Linked DNA regions of Mus musculus: region 2 is linked to region 1. Evidence: chromatin contacts called from public promoter capture Hi-C data. All regions are on one chromosome and are shown on one strand. The core of a region is the stretch at or near the end of the contact, and the rest is flanking DNA. Distances in the headings are between cores, read along the strand shown. Region 1 holds the start of Ranbp6 (RAN binding protein 6). Region 2 overlaps Uhrf2 (ubiquitin-like, containing PHD and RING finger domains 2).

Region 1 (3,421 bases), core at 244-2,743:
TAATTATAAAGTTTAGGTATTTATATAAAATCTCTCTGTGCTTATTAATTATGCATGTTTGGGTTACAGTTCTCAGAAATCTAGTACAGTAATTTGGAAGCTGGTCCTAACATCTGTATTTTAAAATAAACACCCTAAATGGCCTTGAAATGGTTCACCAAATGAGAAACACTGTTCAGAGACTAGTTTCATATTACAAATTAATTTATGAGACCACCTATTTGGTCAGTCAACTTGTTAATGTGAAACTAGACTTTCTCCATTTTGTGTGTATATGCAGCAGAATTTCACAAGACTGAAATTCAGATTTCTTGGCAAAGTTTAAGACAGAACACAATAAATGAAGGTCTCTGATGACGTTGCAAAAGCAACAGCGGCTATAGGGGATGTTCTGTGGTGACAAAAGGTGCCACTGCCTTAAGACTAGGTAGAATTTAGACTCATCTGCTGTGAGCCTCAGCCTCTCTGGCTCTTCATTTCTTGGTTTAAAGTAGTGCTTTGTCTGCCTTTATCAGCCTTACAGAATTACCTAGGGCTGAAATGAGTGTGACAATGGCTGGCAGAGAGGAAGATCTGATCTCAGACTGTTACACCTTATAATTATGGTTTTAAATAACTCATCTGCCTACATTAAAAATACATAGCCTTGGGGAATTTGTTCTTAGGGTAATCTTTGCAGCTTCCTATTCATGGGTAATTAGGATTCTAATAACTGAACTGTCATATTACAGTTTAGAAACACATAAGGAAAATCTTGAGTAACAAAAATACAAAAGTAATGTATATAGAAGACCAGGATTCAAGAAGCTTCATTATCATTACTCCAGATCACCTCCCACCTTACTCATTTGTCTTTCCCACTCTGTTAGAATCCACAGGACAAGAGATTGGGATGTACGCCCGAGTTTGAACATCTCGGGTTCTACTTCTTTGGGTGTGGCAACGGGGAGGAAATCATTAACCTTTGATTGAGTTTATTTTGCAAGTAGTTTTATTATGGTTTTACTCACTATACCCAGTTAACAATTTAAATTGTATAATTCGGTAGTTCTTAGTAGAACGGCATGACATTGGGGGAACCATCATCACTATCAACTGCAGAACATTTTTACCAACCCTCAAAAAGAAATCCCCGGACAGCAGTTATACTCCATTCTTCCCTCCTCCCTCACTCCATAGCAGGTGCTAATTAAAGTTCGTCTAGAGGTGCTTATTCGAGGTCTTTTACAAACAATAACGGCATCATACAGTATGTAGACTTGCGGAGCGAATTTCTCCCCATCTCCTTCCAGCCTCTACAGGAGCACATCGGTCGGAGAACAGGACGATACCCCTAAAACGCACTCAGCTCCGTCCACCCTGTAAAACCCAGACCCCCGCCTGCCAGCTTCACCCCGCCGCAGCGGAGAGTGGGAGCAGCGCCCCGCCCATCCCCGGCGTCGCCTCACTGACGTCACCGCTCCCAGCCGCAGACTCCCTCCCTCCTTCCCGGTCGCGGTAGCTTTGACAGGACGCGATGGCGGCGGCCGGGTCTGCAGGGTTGCCGGCGACCGTGTCGGAAAAGCAGGAGTTTTACCAGCTTCTGAAGAACCTGATCAATCCAAGCTGCATGGTGCGGAGGCAAGCCGAGGAGGTCTATGAGAATATCCCAGGTCTGTGTAAGACTACATTTCTCTTAGACGCCGTCCGAAATAGAAGAGCAGGTTATGAGGTGAGACAAATGGCTGCCGCACTGCTACGACGGCTTTTGTCCTCAGGGTTTGAGGAGGTCTATCCAAATCTACCTCCTGAAGTGCAGAGGGATGTCAAGATTGAACTGATACTGGCCGTTAAGTTAGAAACACATGCTAGCATGAGGAAAAAGCTTTGTGATATTTTTGCGGTGCTGGCCAGGAATTTGATAGATGAGAGTGGCACTAACCATTGGCCAGAAGGTCTGAAATTCCTCATTGATTCGATTCACTCTAAAAATGTGGTTCTGTGGGAAGTTGCACTTCACGTTTTCTGGCACTTTCCTGGGATTTTTGGGAACCAGGATCGTCACGATTTGGATATCATCAAGAGGTTGTTGGACCAGTGTATTCAAGATCAGGAGCATCCAGCAATCAGGACATTATCTGCTAGAGCTGCAGCTACGTTCGTCCTTGCTAATGAAAACAATATTGCTCTTTTCAAAGACTTTGCGGATTTGCTTCCTGGGATCTTACAGGCTGTGAATGATTCCTGCTACCAGGATGATGATTCTGTGCTAGAATCCCTTGTTGAGATTGCAGATACTGTACCTAAGTACTTGGGTCCCTATCTAGAAGATACTCTGCAGTTGAGCCTGAAGTTGTGTGGAGACTCTAGGCTTAGTAACCTGCAACGCCAGCTGGCTCTGGAAGTAATAGTCACCTTATCTGAAACTGCAACTCCAATGTTGAAAAAGCATACGAATATTATTGCACAGGCTGTGCCTCATATATTAGCAATGATGGTTGATCTTCAAGATGATGATGACTGGGTAAATGCTGATGAAATGGAAGAAGATGACTTTGACAGCAATGCGGTTGCTGCTGAGAGTGCCCTAGACAGACTGGCTTGTGGACTTGGTGGGAAAGTTGTTTTGCCAATGACCAAGGAGCATATCATGCAGATGCTTCAGAGCCCTGACTGGAAATGTCGACACGCCGGATTAATGGCCTTATCAGCCATTGGAGAAGGTTGCCATCAGCAAATGGAACCAATTCTAGATGAAACAGTTAACTCGGTTTTACTTTTTCTTCAGGATCCTCATCCAAGGGTAAGGGCTGCTGCCTGTACTACACTTGGACAGATGGCTACAGATTTTGCACCTAGTTTCCAAAAGAAATTCCATGAGATAGTGATTACAGCTTTGTTGCGAACCATGGAAAACCAAGGTAATCAACGTGTGCAATCTCACGCAGCTTCTGCTCTTGTTATTTTTATTGAAGACTGCCCCAAGTCATTGCTAATTCTATATTTGGAAAATATGGTAAAAAGTCTCCATTCCATCTTGGTAATTAAACTTCAAGAGCTGATTCGGAATGGAACTAAGTTGGCCTTAGAACAACTTGTGACAACCATTGCTTCCGTTGCAGATGCAATAGAAGAAAGCTTTATTCCATATTATGATATATTTATGCCCTCACTCAAACACGTTGTTGAGCTCGCTGTTCAAAAGGAACTCAAGCTTCTTCGAGGAAAAACTATTGAATGCATTAGCCATGTTGGACTTGCCGTTGGGAAGGAAAAATTTATGCAAGATGCATCAAATGTGATGCAGTTACTGTTGAAAACACAATCAGACTTAAATAACATGGAAGATGATGACCCTCAGACTTCTTACATGGTTTCAGCCTGGGCTAGAATGTGTAAAATCCTTGGCAAAGACTTTGAGCAATATCTCCCACTGGTTATT
Region 2 (3,421 bases), core at 403-2,902, 240 kb before region 1:
TCTGTAATCCCAGCACTCTGGAAGCTCAGGCTAGAGAATCACAAGTTCATAGCCAGCCTAGGCTATACAGGAGACCACAGCAGTCTGTCTCAAAAACAAAGTTTTTAAAAAAAAAATCCCTACACAAATATAAACTCTACTATGGATCTGTAAGCAGTTAAAATGAAATGCTGAAATTTGCAAAAAGCTCGCATGTAAGGCTACTATTTAGAATAACCTAAAAGTTCATTAAAAGTAAGGATTGTCATTTGAGTATGTAAATCTAAAACTCAAGTTTTATTATCCTATTGTTTTACTAGCATACCACTTACAAATACTGCAAACAAAAAGGTGGCTGGTGGTGCTTTTAAACTCTAATACATTGTAAAATATATAGATATGTAGTGATAATTGTCAAATTTTGGTTTCTTTAAAAAACACAGAAATATTATAAGAGTTTGCTTTCATTTTATTCCCAAGTGTGGAATATGGGGCTGCTTCAGATTGTCCAGAGCAGCTGACTATGATTTGCCTCATGCTCCAGCAGGGGCCTGCTTTTGCCAGCTGCAGATGCATTTCTGCAGTTCTTTGATATCAGGAATTCTGGGGACTTCTCAGAGGGATATAAAGCTAGGGCACTGGGGTTATTGGTTGCTGTTAAGTAGTCTTATGCAAAGAAGAAACAAGAAGAAATTGGATATCCTAACAGCAAAGATCAAACTTGCTTTAAGGAACTCAATGCCCCTAATTAGCAGGAAGTAGTCTATCGATAACATCCTACTCTTTCTGACTGCTGACTTTATACAGGGATATCTTTGCTTTCCCTCTATACTTTTTTCTCTCTTATCTGGTGTCAGGAGGTTGAAAGCGTGGAAAAAGGGTGAAAAAAAGAATATCCCACAAAGTAGTAAAGTCCGGCTACAAAAACATGCTAAGGAAACATTTAAACAGGTTGAACTGCATGGAAGAAATGAAACTCTTTTGTAGAGCCTGGGTTTTGATGGCAGCTCAGAACAAAAACTACTAAACCATAAAATTAATATAAAAACAGGATACTGTGGTAGTCCCCTTCTAAGTAACTTAGGAGGAATTAACAGAAAGAGTTAGTCAGAAGAGTGGACATCTGGTAGCATGTTCCTATAAACACAGCCCAAGAGAGGCTAAGATAGAACAATCCTAAGAGTTGATCAGTCAGTTTAATAGTAAGACCCTGTTTCAAAACAGTCAATGTGAAGATACAGCATGACAAAAAGATAATGTATCTGGAAGTGTTCAAATTATAGAGACCCACAAGATTCTAATTTATACAATTAAAATGCAAAAAGGAGATGCTAATGTTATTTAAAGAAAAATTCAATTCACACAGCAAAGCAATGGAAGGCGGAAGAGCTAGGCGCTGCTGACGCGTGCCTTTAGTTCCAGCACAGAGGCAGGGGATTTCTGAGCTTGAAGTCAGCTTGGTCTATGTAGTAAGGTCCAAAATAGCCAGGGATACACAGAGAAACACAAAACAAACACACAAACTAAAAGAGGCAGACGAAATGAGGGGAAAGCATAGCTCAAGAGCCTTTACTCTGTCTTCCCTAGGAAGGCAAAGCAGGCCAGGCCAGGCCAGGCCAGGGCAAACAATCTAAGATTAGCTAATATGAATGTGTCACAGTGGGCCCCAGGCTACTGGGAAGGTCTCTAGTTGTCTGACAGAACATCCTTGCCATGATCAGTAGAATACTGTTTTAGTGTGTGAGACAGAGATAAGAGATGTGACTAGGGTATGGACTCAGAATTGCCCTGCTGTATATTAAAGACATACTCTCTGACAGAGTATTATTTCTAGGAATTCACAAAACAAAGTAAGGAATTCACTAGTCTTAAGAAAGGCAATCTCGTCTCTCCCAGAAAGCAAGGTTTCTTTACGGGTGTCAAAATATCAAAGAATATATATACTTCATATATTTTAAAAAACATGTAAATTTGTATATAAAAATAAGCAGCATGGTTTGGGGCTAGATTTTGTGATGAAGTAGATAAGTCACATGAACCTGTGATTAAATCTGACCTTAATTTTTATTTAAAAACAAACTAGCTATATGCACAAGTATAGTAGTGCACACCTGTAATCTGATGAGGTTTTAAAAAGGCATACATGTTTATTTGCACCTTTCAAGACAAAGACTTAAAAGGCTTAATTAAAACAAACAAAAAACCTTACTGTTTTTGTTCATCTAACCAAAGCTGGTGTGAGTATGTACGTTAATAAAAGGATAAGGATCACAAATAAACTGTCTTTTGAAAGGAAATACACAAAGGCCACATGTAAACTTGGCATGATTGTGGTGCATGCGTATAAAACAAATACTCTCAATACTGAGGTACAAAATGTGCAAGGCACCTTGGTTACACATTGAGTTTTTGTCTCAAAAAGTAGAAAATAAGCAAGCACAAAAGCATACATACACACACATATATGTACATATACACACACTCGCACACACATATAAAATCTTCACATACAGAAAAGGTCATACACTTTAGAAAGGTACAAAACCGAAGCATAAGAAGCAAGGTAACTGAAGCTTAGATAATATCCAATAGCAATACTAGGAGGACTGCTGCTCATCCAGCATGCTCTGGACCTGTCTCTGCAGTACTAGGTACTGTACATATGGCCTCACATATGCTAGGCAACTACTGACTTCTCAACTACAAAATTAACTTATTTTTTTTAACTGTTTATTTTAAGACAAGACCTCACTCTGTGCCTAGGCCCTGAACTTCCAATTTCCCAGCCTCAGTCAGCCCTGAGTACCTGAGATTACAGACTGGAACGACCAGTCCTCTCTGCTTTCCTTTCTTCATCTTTGAGGGTAAGGGAGAGAACACCACTCACTACGTTGTCCAGGCTGCCTGAAACCTGTGATGGAAAGTTCAGCTTGGCCTTGAACTTGCATTCCTCCTGCCTTTGCCTCCCAAGTAGATCGGATCATCAAACATGTTTCTAAACATGTCCTTTGTTCTGTGGAAAACACAGCTCTGTGGATAATTCAGTATTCGAACTTTTCAAATGTATAACCTTAAACAAATATCTTGTCCCAGCCTCGTATTTTTACGGTTTCAAAACACACCTACCAATACAATTGAGTAAATCCAATTCAGTAAGCATGTAATGTGACAAACCGAAAACTGTCTTTTTTCATTAAGCATCAGCATAGCTAATGCTGACTCGTTTAACACAGGGATCTTATTTTCCATCGTTTGCTTAGTAAATATTAGCAGGTTTTGATTGTATAATCATTTCCTTTAGTAATTATTAATACAAAATCATTTCCATTTTTCCAAAAAAGTGAAGACGTGAAATATATCTGTCCTCAAAAGACATACAGTAAAGGACTGGGGAGATGACTTGGTGAGCCAGCATGAGGACCTGAGCTTAATTATCAAGAAC

What was found. Promoter capture Hi-C pulls out the DNA fragments that hold promoters and counts their contacts.
Region 2: a promoter capture Hi-C map of the HPC-7 cell line shows a contact between it and region 1. A contact is called at or near these places in 18 of 39 promoter capture datasets (3T3-L1-derived adipocytes, the C10 cell line, the HPC-7 cell line and 11 more), 59 of 484 Hi-C or Micro-C datasets (the AtT-20 cell line, B cells, the BV-2 cell line and 21 more), 14 of 130 datasets of targeted methods (the 230-238 cell line, bone marrow-derived macrophages, cardiomyocytes and 6 more) and 1 of 9 other capture datasets (macrophages).

What each region holds. Positions count from the first base shown.
Region 1 is chr19:29,811,046-29,814,466 of GRCm38.p6, reverse strand. It overlaps Ranbp6 (RAN binding protein 6), which reads left to right and starts at 1,493. Exons shown (of 1, transcript NM_177721.4): 1 at 1,493-3,421. The coding sequence starts at 1,517.
Region 2 is chr19:30,049,037-30,052,457 of GRCm38.p6, reverse strand. All of the region lies in intron 2 of Uhrf2 (ubiquitin-like, containing PHD and RING finger domains 2), which reads right to left. Among named protein-coding and RNA genes, the nearest start is that of Uhrf2, 20 kb to the right of the region's middle.